Regions from separate parts of the Mus musculus genome. Here regions 2 and 3 are each linked to region 1. A link is a contact called in public HiChIP or PLAC-seq and Micro-C data. All regions are on one chromosome and are shown on one strand. The core of a region is the stretch at or near the end of the contact, and the rest is flanking DNA. Distances in the headings are between cores, read along the strand shown.

Region 1 (3,979 bases), core at 522-3,021:
GTCTTGAGAGCTAGGCAGTCTCCATGTTTTTTCTCAAAGCCGAAGGCTTGGCTCACCCCCTCTGCCGTCGTGATAATTCTCTGGCATTCGTAGTTACTAGAAGTCACTTGGGTCCAGCTCTAACTCTGCACACCCCATGTCTGCAGCACCCCAATTCTTTTCTAAAACAGTGCACCTAAACACTCACTGAGCCTGACAACATCTCCCCGACTATGGCTGCCATCATATAGGTATGGTTGAACTGGTCTATTGTATATATTTTGAAACAGCAGAGTTCCGCTTCTGCATGTAGGTTAGCTGATCATGTGATGCCAATGGGCAGTGGTTGTTGCTGATGTGGTAGTCTTTTTGTATGCAGGAGCTCAGATTGAAAGATGTGTGTGATACTATTTTCAACTCATGCCTGTAATTGCTGGGTATTAGTGCGCGTGTCCACGGTGCACAGAACAGCTGGTGTGACTGCTCCGAAGAGGCCAGTGGCTTGAGACAGTGCCCTAGATTGTCCCAAGAGCTGATGGCTGGAGTAGGTGTTTTCATGCTGGTCCCATGGTTGCGTGCGAGCATGGCCAGGTTCCAGCCTGGGGATCAGACTGTTGTGTTGGCCCCTTCTGCAGACACATCTGACTTTTCCAGTCCTTCTGTTTCCTGCCCCAGTCCCTCCACTATCTCCCTCCAGCTCATAGCCGCCCCCCCCCCCCACACACACACACAACAAAACCATTCTGTCATCCCTAAAATATAGAAGGATGGTTTTCAAATGCAAGAGCAGGGGAAAGAAAAGGACATTTGTTTTCTGTTAGATGAACCCTGAATAGCACCCAGACCAGCTGGGCTTTGGTAGACAGCTCAAGTCCAGGCATGCTGGACATGGCTCTGTCTCCTGTCCCTGAGCAACTCGGAAACCGAATGGCAGCCGCTGGCCAGGAATTGATTGAATTAATTGATATGCCAATAAGAGAGCTTGTTACATCCACCATTGGTTAGGAGGCCAGCTAACAAGTCTCCTGATCAATGGCACCAATAAAGATTTCATCCATTAATGAGCAACATGGTAATTAATGTTATCCATAAACCAATTAGCCTAGCTAGCTAACGCGCAGAGATTAGCCCAATGCATGGCATCACAGAAAGCGGGCAGATAACTAACTACCCATGTGGCATGGTTTGGGTCTTCAGGAAGCTCCACGGAAGAGATCCTAGCCCTCTGCAGAGTGTTCTAGGTGGAGAAAGGAAACATCTCTGATCCTGGCAGAGAGAAAAGGCTGCCAGCTTGCTGAGCCCCAACACTGGAGTGCAGCAGAGCCCCACACCTGGAGGCGCAGCTGGATAGATGCGTTTCTCTTCCTACCCTTCCGCTGAACAGCCTTCCTACAGGTCTCCAAAGGGCTGTTAGGGGTGTAATGGAATGACTGAGTCCCCAGGTCACTCTGGTCCCAGCTGGGCATGTTCTCCCTGAGGACACCCCATCTGAAGCTCACAGGCATTCCCCTGCGCTCCTGGAGGGCGGGCCATGGCCTCTTCTGGGAACCATGAGCAAGGTTGGTAAAGTAATTAAGCCCCCCAACCCCCACGTTTCACTAGGAAGAATTTTTTTTTCTTTTTTGCTAAAAGAAAAGAGAAACAGATGATTTGAAGCCGGGGCCCTTTCCCTTCCCCTGGTTTTCTGAAATGACATCAGTGGGGTGATTGCCAAGTATAACCTGGCAGCCTGGCGGCTCTGCCTGACTGCCTGAGATTTCTGGGGACCATGCAGCTCGCCAGCTCCAGCCGTGGCAGCATGCCAAGGTGACGTTCCGTGACTAAGCAGAAACAAGGGAGAGGGAGAGAGGGAGGAAGAAGGTATGTGTGGTTGGGGAGCCGGGGGAGAGAGTGGTCTGGGCAGGGTGTGGCATGGGGAGCCGGGGAGCTGAGGAGGCATGCCCGGGGGCACCAACTCAAGAGGCTGGATGTCAGGGGAGCACACTGGAAGGCCAGGAAGGGTTCCTTGGGCACTGCCTGGGGGTGGTGGTGGCACAGGGCAGCAGCCACGGATCCAGCCTGCGAGATTGCCGAATGAAGGGGTCCTGACTTCACAGGGAACCAAATGAGCCATGCACAGGAGCAGCCCAGAGGGCCTGGCCATAGAAGGAGGTGGCTTAGGGAAGCTTTTAGCAACATCAGGCCCGGGTGGTTCTCTGCAGCGGAGTTCGCTTTGCATTGTTAGGTATTGACCCTCAGAGACCCCTTGTGGATTCCCTAATTGAAAATTAATACTAGATCAATGCCATGAGCAATTTGCATATTGATCATAAACAACTTTGAAGGCACCGAGTGTGCAGTGAATCAATAGGGCCCCTGAATAGGCGGCGGAGGGAGCACCTCCCAGTACAGTACACTCCAAGAAAGGTTAATGCTTTGGGAAGTCCCTAACTGCTCAGTGTGGGGATCAGCCCCCCACACTGCACAGCATCCACAAGAGCAATTAGGGTCAGACCTAAGCAGTCGCCCCTCGACCTCCTCTGCTCCCCATCCCCAAACCCAGAGGTGGGGGCGGCTCTCTGTCTGTGTGATTCAGGGGCTGGACAGAAAGAAGGGTTTTTAGCAGTTTCCTTTTTTGGAGATAGATGAAGCCTTGGGGTGGTTTATTCTGGGAAATGCACTGTAAAAGGAACGAGCCAAGCTAAGGCTCCAGTGATTGTCCTGGCCCCTTCCCCAAACACAGTTTTGGTGAAATGAAATGGGGGGTGGGGTGGGGTGGAGCCTGGCTTTGGCGAGCTGCCTCTTCTGGCTTTTGCTCAATGAGGAAAACCCACACTAGCTTTTCCTTGGACAGAGTTGGCCCAGTCTTTGCTTCCTATTCATTGAGTTTCCACTTTCTGGCCTCTACCCCCCAGGCTCTATCATTTGCCCCCCACCTTGGGGGGGGGCATACCTTCCTGACCCTGCTCTGGCTCTCAGCCTAGTCTTTCTGCCTTTGCTACATCCCTGGCAGGCCTGGAAGGGGCTCCCAAAGGTAGGCACTTTTTACCTGACTCCCACTGCCTCCTCCCCCCTGCCTGGCCTGTCTCCAGTCCCTCTCCTCTCTTGGCGAGCGGAACAGCAAGTTGGCCAGCCCTGGTGAGAGCCACACACAGCTCTGTGCTTTTCTACCAAACCTGGCTGTCCAGCCATATCCCTGAGACAGGGAAGAGGGAGGCCTATGGAGCCAACCACAGAGGGGAGTGTGAGTTCACTAGGAGAGGCCTCTCTTCTGTGCAGGGAGCTGAGCAGACTTACATCCACAACAGCCAGTGTAAGAAAACACAGTTCCCCACCCAACTCTGAGTTTCTGTTGATTGTCCCCCTCCGAGTTCCATAAGGGCTAATTCAGGGCCTCTGTAGAGGCTCCTGTTACATCACAGGCAATACAGCTTTTAGAAAAGGGATGCACAAAAGGATCTGCCATGGTGGCTGATGTATGTATCTTTGTGCCATTACAATCCTGGATTCCCCTGCCGCCATCTTGAATCCTACTCTCATTCCTCGTGTTATCCTCTCAGCTGCCCCGTGCATGTTTTTGGCGCCTGGTGACCACTGCTGGCTTACCAGGCATCGAGACATGTCTCAGTACGACACCAAGCCTAGGCAGCGGGTGGGTGGTAGTCCCCTTCCCATGTGCATCTCTTCACCCTGGAGCCGGCTTTATCAGACTCACGTGTATTTATCAGCATATGGTAGCCTTTCTGTGGGGAAACTTTTTGGGGGCCTCCATGTGAAGAGGACTGCAACCAAGGCCAGATGCCATGGTAGTTGGGCCCAAGGTAGTGTGTGCTCACAGGAAGATGTAATGAGAAGGAGGAAGAGGAGGAGGAAAAGGAGGAAGAGAAGTCGGTGGCCGTGTGTTCAAAGACTCTGGCCCTGCAGTGGCCAACAAAACCTGTCAGGCCTTGGCCTCCAGAACCTGTGTGACCCTTGCCTTCAGTCACTGCTCTGGCTGGCCTTCGTGCCTAGGGTAGGTGTC
Region 2 (3,979 bases), core at 1,094-3,593, 460 kb after region 1:
ACTTCAAAAAGAAATTTCAAATGCAAGGTGTCCTTGTCTACTCTTAGGCTTGCACCTGATACCCTGCTGGCTAATTCTGGTCCAAAAATGACCTTTTCCAGAAAATCACACACACACACACACACACACACACACACACACACACACACACCATTCCCTACCCTCACAAATAGGTGAGCTGCTCTTCCAAGGTGGTCTCCCCAGTACCTCATCACGCCTTTATCTGAGCTGTGACTGTCTGTTTATTTTTCTGCCTCCCCCCGTAGTCAATGTTCGGGGCTGGCATTCCAGCGTGACGGGGTAAGTGCAGCTGGGAGATTGTAGCCCTGTTAGATACCCTGTGAAGAGACACTGGGATTCCAGCGAGGGATTGTAAGCACAACTGGTTGCTAAAAAACAGAATGTGCAAAACAGATAAAAGCATCAGCGCATCGGTCGAAAATGCAGGTGCGCGCCATGGTCCCATACTCACGACGCCCTTCTGCGCGGCCACGCATGTCCCCAACCTTCTAGAATAAGTTGCCTTTTGTTTATAACTTCTGAAAACCTCAGAAAATAATTTTTTCAAAAATTTGGAATTCATAGCAACGAGAAAAAAAAAATCTCAAGTCGTCTCTTTGTCAAAGCTGTGTGGACTCTTAGCTGTGCTAGAAAGAGAAGCTGCATTTCACGCCTGTGACTTTAACAGTCCACAAAAGAAAAACAGAGTGGCTCTCACACAAAGCCACGGTGCCTGCTTTGCAGCGCTGATGTAGCAGCAGGGAGGGAGGTCCACCCACCGTTCTCTCTTTCACCCAAGAAGGAACCAATTAATCCAAATAATAATAATAATAATTAAAATTTGACAGGCCTCGGGAGGCTGAAATGAGCGCAGAAGTGCAGAGCCTGTGTTCTGTGTGTGACCAAGGACTCGCCAGAGCCCATGACGGGAGTGTCGGGCTGGCTCCCAGACACAGAATTATGGAGCGAGATCGAATTTTCTGCATTGAGGATCTCTCATTACATTTGTTGGTGCAAGTTAAAATACCTCTTCACGCCTGTGTCATACGAGAACAAAAACAGAATCGCCTAGAATGCTGTGAAGAGGGTAGACTACTCAGGGTGTCCTTGTAGCCGTCTACACAAAGCAAAATGGATCTGAGAGGTTTTTTTTTTTTTTTTCACATGAAGTGTTTGCACAGAGACCTGGGATTTCCGTGGTTGTACACAGAAGGACAAACCTAACAACAGGAACAGTTTAGGGAATCTGTGTGTTTTGTTGCTGTGGCTTCTCCTGTATCCTTTTCCCATTTTTTTTAAAACTGTAGCTGTTTCTCTGTATAAACTATTTGTATGAAAATAAAAATGTCGAATCTTTTCCAAAAATGTAACTTTAATGTGAGCTGCCACGTTGCTTTTGCTGCGATTGCTGGTGACTGCCTTCTGTCGCAGATAGCACTGTGTACATGTAATTCTTAAGGATGGAAGGGGCAAGTGGATCTTTTCCTACAAGGCTATCCTCTGTGTGCTGGCACAGCCATTTGCAAAATTTTGTGTGTGCCTGTGCAAAAGAGAGACACCCACGTACCATTATTCCAAACAATTAAACCCCAACAGCACAAGAACGTGGGGCCCTGGCTCAATCTTTCCTTGCAGTGATTGCCTGAGCAATCACCTTTGATCAGGGAAGAGCTGGAGGAGAAAGTCCCGCAAGTGACAACCCTCACATAAATGTATACATTTACATACATGGGGCAGCTGTGGAGGGCTCTGCAGCTCCCCCCCCGCCCCCCGCCGTCTATGACCTGAAACCATTGTAACTCTGCTGACACCTCATTTAATTGAATCCTTCCCTAGCAGTGCAGAAGCCGAAAGGGGGAGGGACACGGACGGATGGGTAATCAAGGCAGTCTCTTCTGCCCGAATGTCTAGAAATGGCAGGGTAGTAATTGCTTTTGAAAAGCAAAAGCAGAAATAGGACAGATTTGTTCTGTTTAGCAAGATTTAAAAAAAAGGGGGGGGGGATGTATGTAAATATACAGCCCCTGCAACTTTCCAAAATACTTACCCCAAGAATAAAACTGATTTGAATTTCTGTGCAAATAGGAATAAAACGGATTTTATTAGAGAAGAAGGAAAAAAAAATCCTAAGAGCGGGGCGGGGGGGAAACATCCAGAAATTTTCCTAGTTCAAAATGGCCTGAGACAATAGAAAGAGATTCAGAGCCCAGAGCCACAGCACGGCCCCTTTTGTCAGCTTCAAATCAGCCAGCCAGAGGGTCGAGTCAGTTTAACCTGCCTCTGTGACACATCACCCGCCCGCCTGACCCGAGATCAGCCTCATTTTTATGGATGCAGAGGCTCATGGCGTGATTCATTCCCGGGCACACCCCGCTCATTCCGCTGTCTGCCTCCGCCACAAAGGTACGCTGCTATTCTCTGCCTGCTGAGCCGATGAGATTTCATTCGGCTTCCTGAATAATACGACAGTCATCCCGCCTGGTAGCAGAAGAGTAATGTCCCTTACACAACATCCATACGGGAGCCTAGATCACTTATGCAAATTAGCGCACCTCCACAGGCTTCAGGAAATGAACCTGGCCCTGGAAGAATCATCAGGTTTGGGGAAAATAAAATCTAAGCGGTATTTATTAACTCCCACCTCGATTGTCATCATACCTCCATTTTTGCTTTTTTTTTTTTTTTTTTTTTTTTTTTTGATTATATGTCCATGAGAACATGGAAATGTGTGCGCGGTCAGCAGCCGTGTTGCCCTTTGATTTAGTACATGGTAAAAATGGGAAGAAAAATAGCGCAAGAATAACTCATGACTAGGAAATGATATCTTTATAGAGCGTTCTCCCACACAGTATTAAATATATTTATACTTCTTTACCAGCATGTATAGTGACATCCGTAGCCACTTTATGATCCCTTCTATAGCCCAGGAAACTGAAGCTCTTAGATTTAAGAGAGTTTGCACATACTCTCCACACTGGCAACAGCAGAGTACAGAGTCAGGAGGAAGAGCCTCGGGGCCCCTGTTCTGGACTCCATCTTAGAGAGCTGTGACCCAGCCCTGCCTCATGCTTCCACATTGTATAAGGAGCCCTTGGATCAAGAAAGGTGGGGAATCCACTCACTGCTAAGACCCTCTCCACTTCCAAACCACATTTCATTCTCTAGGACTCTTGACTTTCAAGCTTGCCCCTAGGGCCTGTACAGGAGTCTTCTCTGAGACCACCCTTTTGGTCTGCATCAGAAAGCTGGACTAGGAGCCAAGGGGGACAAGATAATAACTGTGTACAGAAGTGGGGAGGGATGTTAGGTGTGTAAGCAGCGTCCTTGACAAGTGTGTAAAAACATTCACAGCAAGAGATAAGACTAGGGTAAGGGAAAGGAAGGATTTACAGTCTGGGACCTGCTAACTACCCCTCTGGGCCTCTTACAGTCTACAGTCTAAAGGTTCCTACTAGAACGTGGCCTTCCAGGCTGTTGGGAAGATAGATATTTATCAGAGTTTGAAGTCAGAATGTGCTTCACGCCAACCATTTCGTTTTTAATTTTTTAAAATATTTAGACACACAATCTGCAGAGCTGCTTCTGAGCTCTTCTGGCCAGCCAGCTAAGCAGTGCTCGTCTGCATGGTTGGTAGAGACGAATGAGAATCTGGTCAGCACTTCACCAACTGAGCTGCCTCCATTGCCCGAGAAGGAAAATTTGGAAGAAATTATATAAGGGTAACAGATGTAAATTGCCCTTAGCTCTCCGTAAAGGATCAAGCCATATGTTGGTTTTTGAAATCACAGCATTTCTTTTTTTTTCTAGCAAGTTCACTAAAATGGAGGGGAAAAAAAATCTGCCTGATAGTCAAGATCTGAAGGATGGAGCTGATTTCAAAGTAATGAGAATTTCCTAACCTGTGAGTGAATTTATTGGCTTGCTGCTGGTTCTATTCTTTCCCAGGTCCTAAGTAATGTTATACTGCACCCCCACACAC
Region 3 (3,979 bases), core at 729-3,228, 290 kb after region 1:
GGGCAAGTCACACTGTTAGGTTGGGCGAATGTCTGGGTTTCTCTGGGAGTTTTATTGCCTGGCACATTGTCTTGTTTTCCTTTGTCTGCGTGAACACTTTTTTTCCCCTTCTTTGTGTCTGTTTTTCTCCCTTTGCCTCCTACTCCCCACTTGTCCCCAAATCCTTGAAGCCAATGAGGCTGTGGTGACACCTTCTGGGCAGTGCTGGGAGTGAATTACAGCCAGGAGTGAGCTTCCTGGTGGTGGTAGCTCACCCACATACAGTGAATAATAGGATGTATGGTTTGCTTCATCAAAGAAACTGATACAACATCCTACTTGTTCTTGGGATTTCTAGCACTGCTAAGTACCAAATGCCGTAAGTTTCTTGCAAACAAGCACAGATTTGCAGTTAGTGAAATAAAAAAAAATAAATAAATTGACAACCAAGGCCCTACCTGCTTACTTTCCTAGTGGTGGTTCTGAGTCAGGCTTGAAAATGAATGTCAACAAAATAAAGGAAAGCAATTACGTGGGACTAGAATATCAACACCAGACGCTGCTGCACGTGTTTTTGCAAGGATGTGTGTGTGCATGTATGTGGTGAGACACGGCAGTATCCCGTTACATGCCAGTGCCTTCTAGCAGTAAGGACGTGTCCCATGAACAGTCCTGGTGAAGGCAGTGACATCCATCTCAGCTGCCCACTGCCTGGCCGTGTAGGATACAGGTCGCCTGGTGCTGTTTCTGTGCACCCATGTCTCTCAGCAGGTTTCACAGACAGGCTATGGATCTACTCTGTACAGCCTCAACTGGAGTCTTTTTTTTTTTTTTTTCTGAACAGACTCCATCATTCCCACCTCTCCTTCCATGCTGATTTAATTGTTATATTTAACATTTTTAAATGGTTTCTTTTTTTTTTTTTTCATACTGTATGGAAATGATACAAGCTTACAGGTACCAATTTCTCTCTCTCTCTCTCTCTCTCTCTCTCTCTCTCTCTCTCTCTCTCTTCCTTTCCTCCCCCTCCCTTCCTCCTCTCTTTCTTTCCTTTTCCCCTTTTCTTATTTTTTTTTCTATCACTACTGACTTACACTTGGACCCTGAAGAGACTCAAAGGTACAGCTTCTAGGAAAAAAAAAAATCACATGGCAGCTCTAGCAAAGTTGATGTTACTATCTCATCAGGAGAATATTAAAAGAGCCTATGGAGTCTGTTGAATAATCTCTGCCCTCCTCATAACTCTCTGTCATCATCACTGACTGAATAGCAAATACAGAGGTAACAGACAACAAAGGTACACCGGGCAGCCATTGCAGCTGTGAAGCTGCCCGTCTTTGCAGTAACTGCACACCTTAGGACGCCGTCACTAGGACACTGAGCCCAGGACACTAAGCCTGGCTGTTGTGGGTGACTGGAGCAGTTGCATCTGCAACCTTTAAAGGACCACCACATGCCTCATCTTCACTTTCTACGCCGTTCTTCAGTGAAATATTGCTTATTGGGTGTATAATATAAGCATTTATGTGTGGTACAGAACCCGATATTTTTTACAAGTCCTAAATAATCAAATCAAAGCCTAGCCACATTACTTTCCAATTCTGATTTGCAAACAGTGGTAGTCCGCTTGAGGGCGGGGGGAGGACAATAATGAAAATGGGGGTGAGGCTTTCCTGAAATTAAAAGAAAGCTGGAAATACCGAGGGTGTGAATAAGTAACAAAGTGTCGTGTGGTAACTGTCGCGTGGTAACTGCGGGGATGATGGTTTTATTTGAAGTGGGGGGCGGGGGGAGGGAGAACCAGAAGGAGGCAAAAACACAATTTGGTCTAAAATTGAATTTCTCTGATAAGGCATTTCAGAAGCGGCTTGTCTTATTCACTCAGCAGCAAAATAATCATATGCGCTTTAATAATCTTTATTTTACAGGAGTGTGTTGCCAGGGTAACAGAGTGTAAGCAGGGGAACAGCACCTTCCAGATCACAAAGGCAAATCTGTGGAAAGAAATTTCTCTCCGTTCCTCTCTCCCTTACCACTGTAATAAAGACTCTGTTTTTTTTCTGCACTATTTAATAATTGCCCATAAACATCCTCTTCTCCTTTCCCATTTCCATATCTGCTAAAACATGGACAATGGCTTAAGTCTGGAACTGCCAAGCTCAGTGGGCTAAGCAAAAAGACAGATGTGGTATCTTTAGCATTTTTATATAATTATTTTTTATTACTATTTTACCCCGTCTCCATTCCTTCCCTCTGACTGTATTCTTATTTCCTTCTCTCTTTAACCAGCCCGATGGTAGTATACCAAGGAAAGGGGGCTCGAGGTGGGAGTCTATATTCGGCTACATTAATCAAAATTTATTAGCCAAGCTTGCCTGCATGGAGATTTGAAGGAAGCAAGGAGTGCAGCTGAAGAGGATAAATTGAATTATTGCAAATGGAGTGACAAGCATTCAGACCTAAAGCTACAGAAACAATCATTTCTTTATACTCATGAACATAGAGGGTGGGTAAGGGGGAGAAGGAGATAAGTAGATTGGGGTGGGGGGGGGGGAGACAGAGAGACAGAAAGAGAAAGAAACAAAGAGACAGAGAGAGAATCCGAGACAGAGTGCGTCATCAGGGTCATTCAGTTTTTCATGGGCCCTGCTTCTGGGAGATCAGCAGATTTGAAATGAACAAAGTGAGAGATCCCAATGCCTTGGCAGCAGAAGAGATGCTCAAAACTGGCAATGAGAATGTACCAACTGGTCATTTGATAAGGTTCAATTCATGACAGACTGTGTATTTTCAGTAATTACCCCTAATTGTTTTAGCCAGGGCTCTAGCCTTTGAGGGTAAATTTCGTGGGGTCAGGGCACGTCTCGAGATTAGATAGAAAAATACTCCAAAGAGTCTGTGTTCACATGACTGTTGAAGGTGTGACTGTAGTGAAGAATTTTCAGGTTAAGGACATGTAGGTTGCTTAACACCACTGGTAACAGGATTCAACCTGTTTGTGGTAGCAGAGGCCTTAAGACAAAGGACTTCGAGGTGAGAGATGAAGACACACTCTGGTGCGTGGGAAACCAAACCAAAACAAACCATAAAGGACCGAGAGAGTGGACCATAAGCAAAGGGCCGTTTTTTAGGGAGTTTTCGCCTTGCAAATTCTCCTTGTCATCCCTGTAAAGGGAAGAAACGGGTGCATTTCAAGGCCATCACTTGAATGACCCAGATAGGACCTACTCTCCGAATGCCTGAGCTATCCAAAGAGCATACACCTAGCTAGCTGGCCAGCCGCTTTGAAGGTGAAATGCCAGTGAGCAGGAGATTTCCTTCTTAGTGTTGGTTGGAACAAGTGTTGCACTGTGTACATCTTGAGTCAGAGATGGGCCGTGTGAATAAGAAATGAGATACAAAGTTGTCTTAGCTCCCATGGACTTCCTGGAGTGTTCTAGTGATAGTAACATCAAGTGAGCAGCCAGCCACGCTCTCCAGTACTACAACAGAGAGAAACAGTACCTCCACTTAATGAAAGGTCTGAAACCCAGATTCGGGAACACGCTACAAAAGCCAGCCCACTGCAAGAAGGACCTGGGACAGCAAAGTCCCTTGTAACTTTAGAACTCATTGGTTTTTGTACTATTCTAGACTAAGTATATCAGTATCTCCATACTTTGTTTAAAATAAACTAAAACATGATATTTGCCTTAAATTTTATGTACAGGCATGACAAGTCAGGGAAAGAATAGATTGTGTGTAAAATGATTTTTAAAACTATTTCAAAATTAGTTTTAAAATAGAAAAAAGATATATGCTTAAAGTAAAAAAAAATTCTGTATTCCCACTTAAAGTCATTCAACTTCCATAACACGTAGATTTTAATAGACAGAGAAACGATGGTTAGAGACGACCTGCACACATCGGAAAAAGAAATGGGATTTCTCACACTGGGCACATTTCTTTGGATCCCTTATTTGTTTTCTCTGTCCACTCTGCTCATGCCATCCATACGAGT

Evidence for each region. Hi-C and Micro-C count contacts between places; a contact is called where the count stands out from the background. HiChIP or PLAC-seq counts read pairs in DNA pulled down with a chosen protein or histone mark.
Region 2: an H3K27ac HiChIP or PLAC-seq map of VIP interneurons shows a contact between it and region 1, with 7 times the contacts expected there. The contact joins two enhancer-like sites. A contact is called at or near these places in 2 of 115 datasets of contacts at active chromatin or transcription factors (VIP interneurons and differentiating embryonic stem cells).
Region 3: a contact with region 1 is called in a Micro-C map of muscle stem cells, with 5 times the contacts expected there. The contact joins two enhancer-like sites. A contact is called at or near these places in 2 of 15 datasets of contacts at CTCF or cohesin (the NIH/3T3 cell line and embryonic stem cells), 25 of 484 Hi-C or Micro-C datasets (the C2C12 cell line, Sertoli cells, cardiomyocytes and 13 more) and 5 of 115 datasets of contacts at active chromatin or transcription factors (astrocytes, embryonic basal ganglia, fibro-adipogenic progenitors and 2 more).

Annotation. Positions count from the first base shown.
Region 1 is chr8:108,894,875-108,898,853 of GRCm38.p6, forward strand. The region is part of intron 4 of Zfhx3 (zinc finger homeobox 3); the gene reads left to right. Among named protein-coding and RNA genes, the nearest start is that of Mir3108, 40 kb to the right of the region's middle. Within about 2 kb of position 1,772, at least 138 of the 459 cell types and tissues checked have an H3K27ac peak or open chromatin away from gene starts, as enhancers often do. A contact at or near this core is called in VIP interneurons, cortical neurons and muscle stem cells, where this site is marked.
Region 2 is chr8:109,358,763-109,362,741 of GRCm38.p6, forward strand. No RefSeq gene overlaps it. Among named protein-coding and RNA genes, the nearest start is that of Gm35145, 100 kb to the right of the region's middle. Within about 2 kb of position 2,344, at least 64 of the 459 cell types and tissues checked have an H3K27ac peak or open chromatin away from gene starts, as enhancers often do. A contact at or near this core is called in VIP interneurons, where this site is marked.
Region 3 is chr8:109,185,898-109,189,876 of GRCm38.p6, forward strand. All of the region lies in intron 5 of D030068K23Rik (RIKEN cDNA D030068K23 gene), which reads left to right. The region is part of intron 1 of 4922502B01Rik (RIKEN cDNA 4922502B01 gene); the gene reads right to left. Among named protein-coding and RNA genes, the nearest start is that of 4922502B01Rik, 62 kb to the right of the region's middle. Within about 2 kb of position 1,979, at least 24 of the 459 cell types and tissues checked have an H3K27ac peak or open chromatin away from gene starts, as enhancers often do. A contact at or near this core is called in cortical neurons and muscle stem cells, where this site is marked.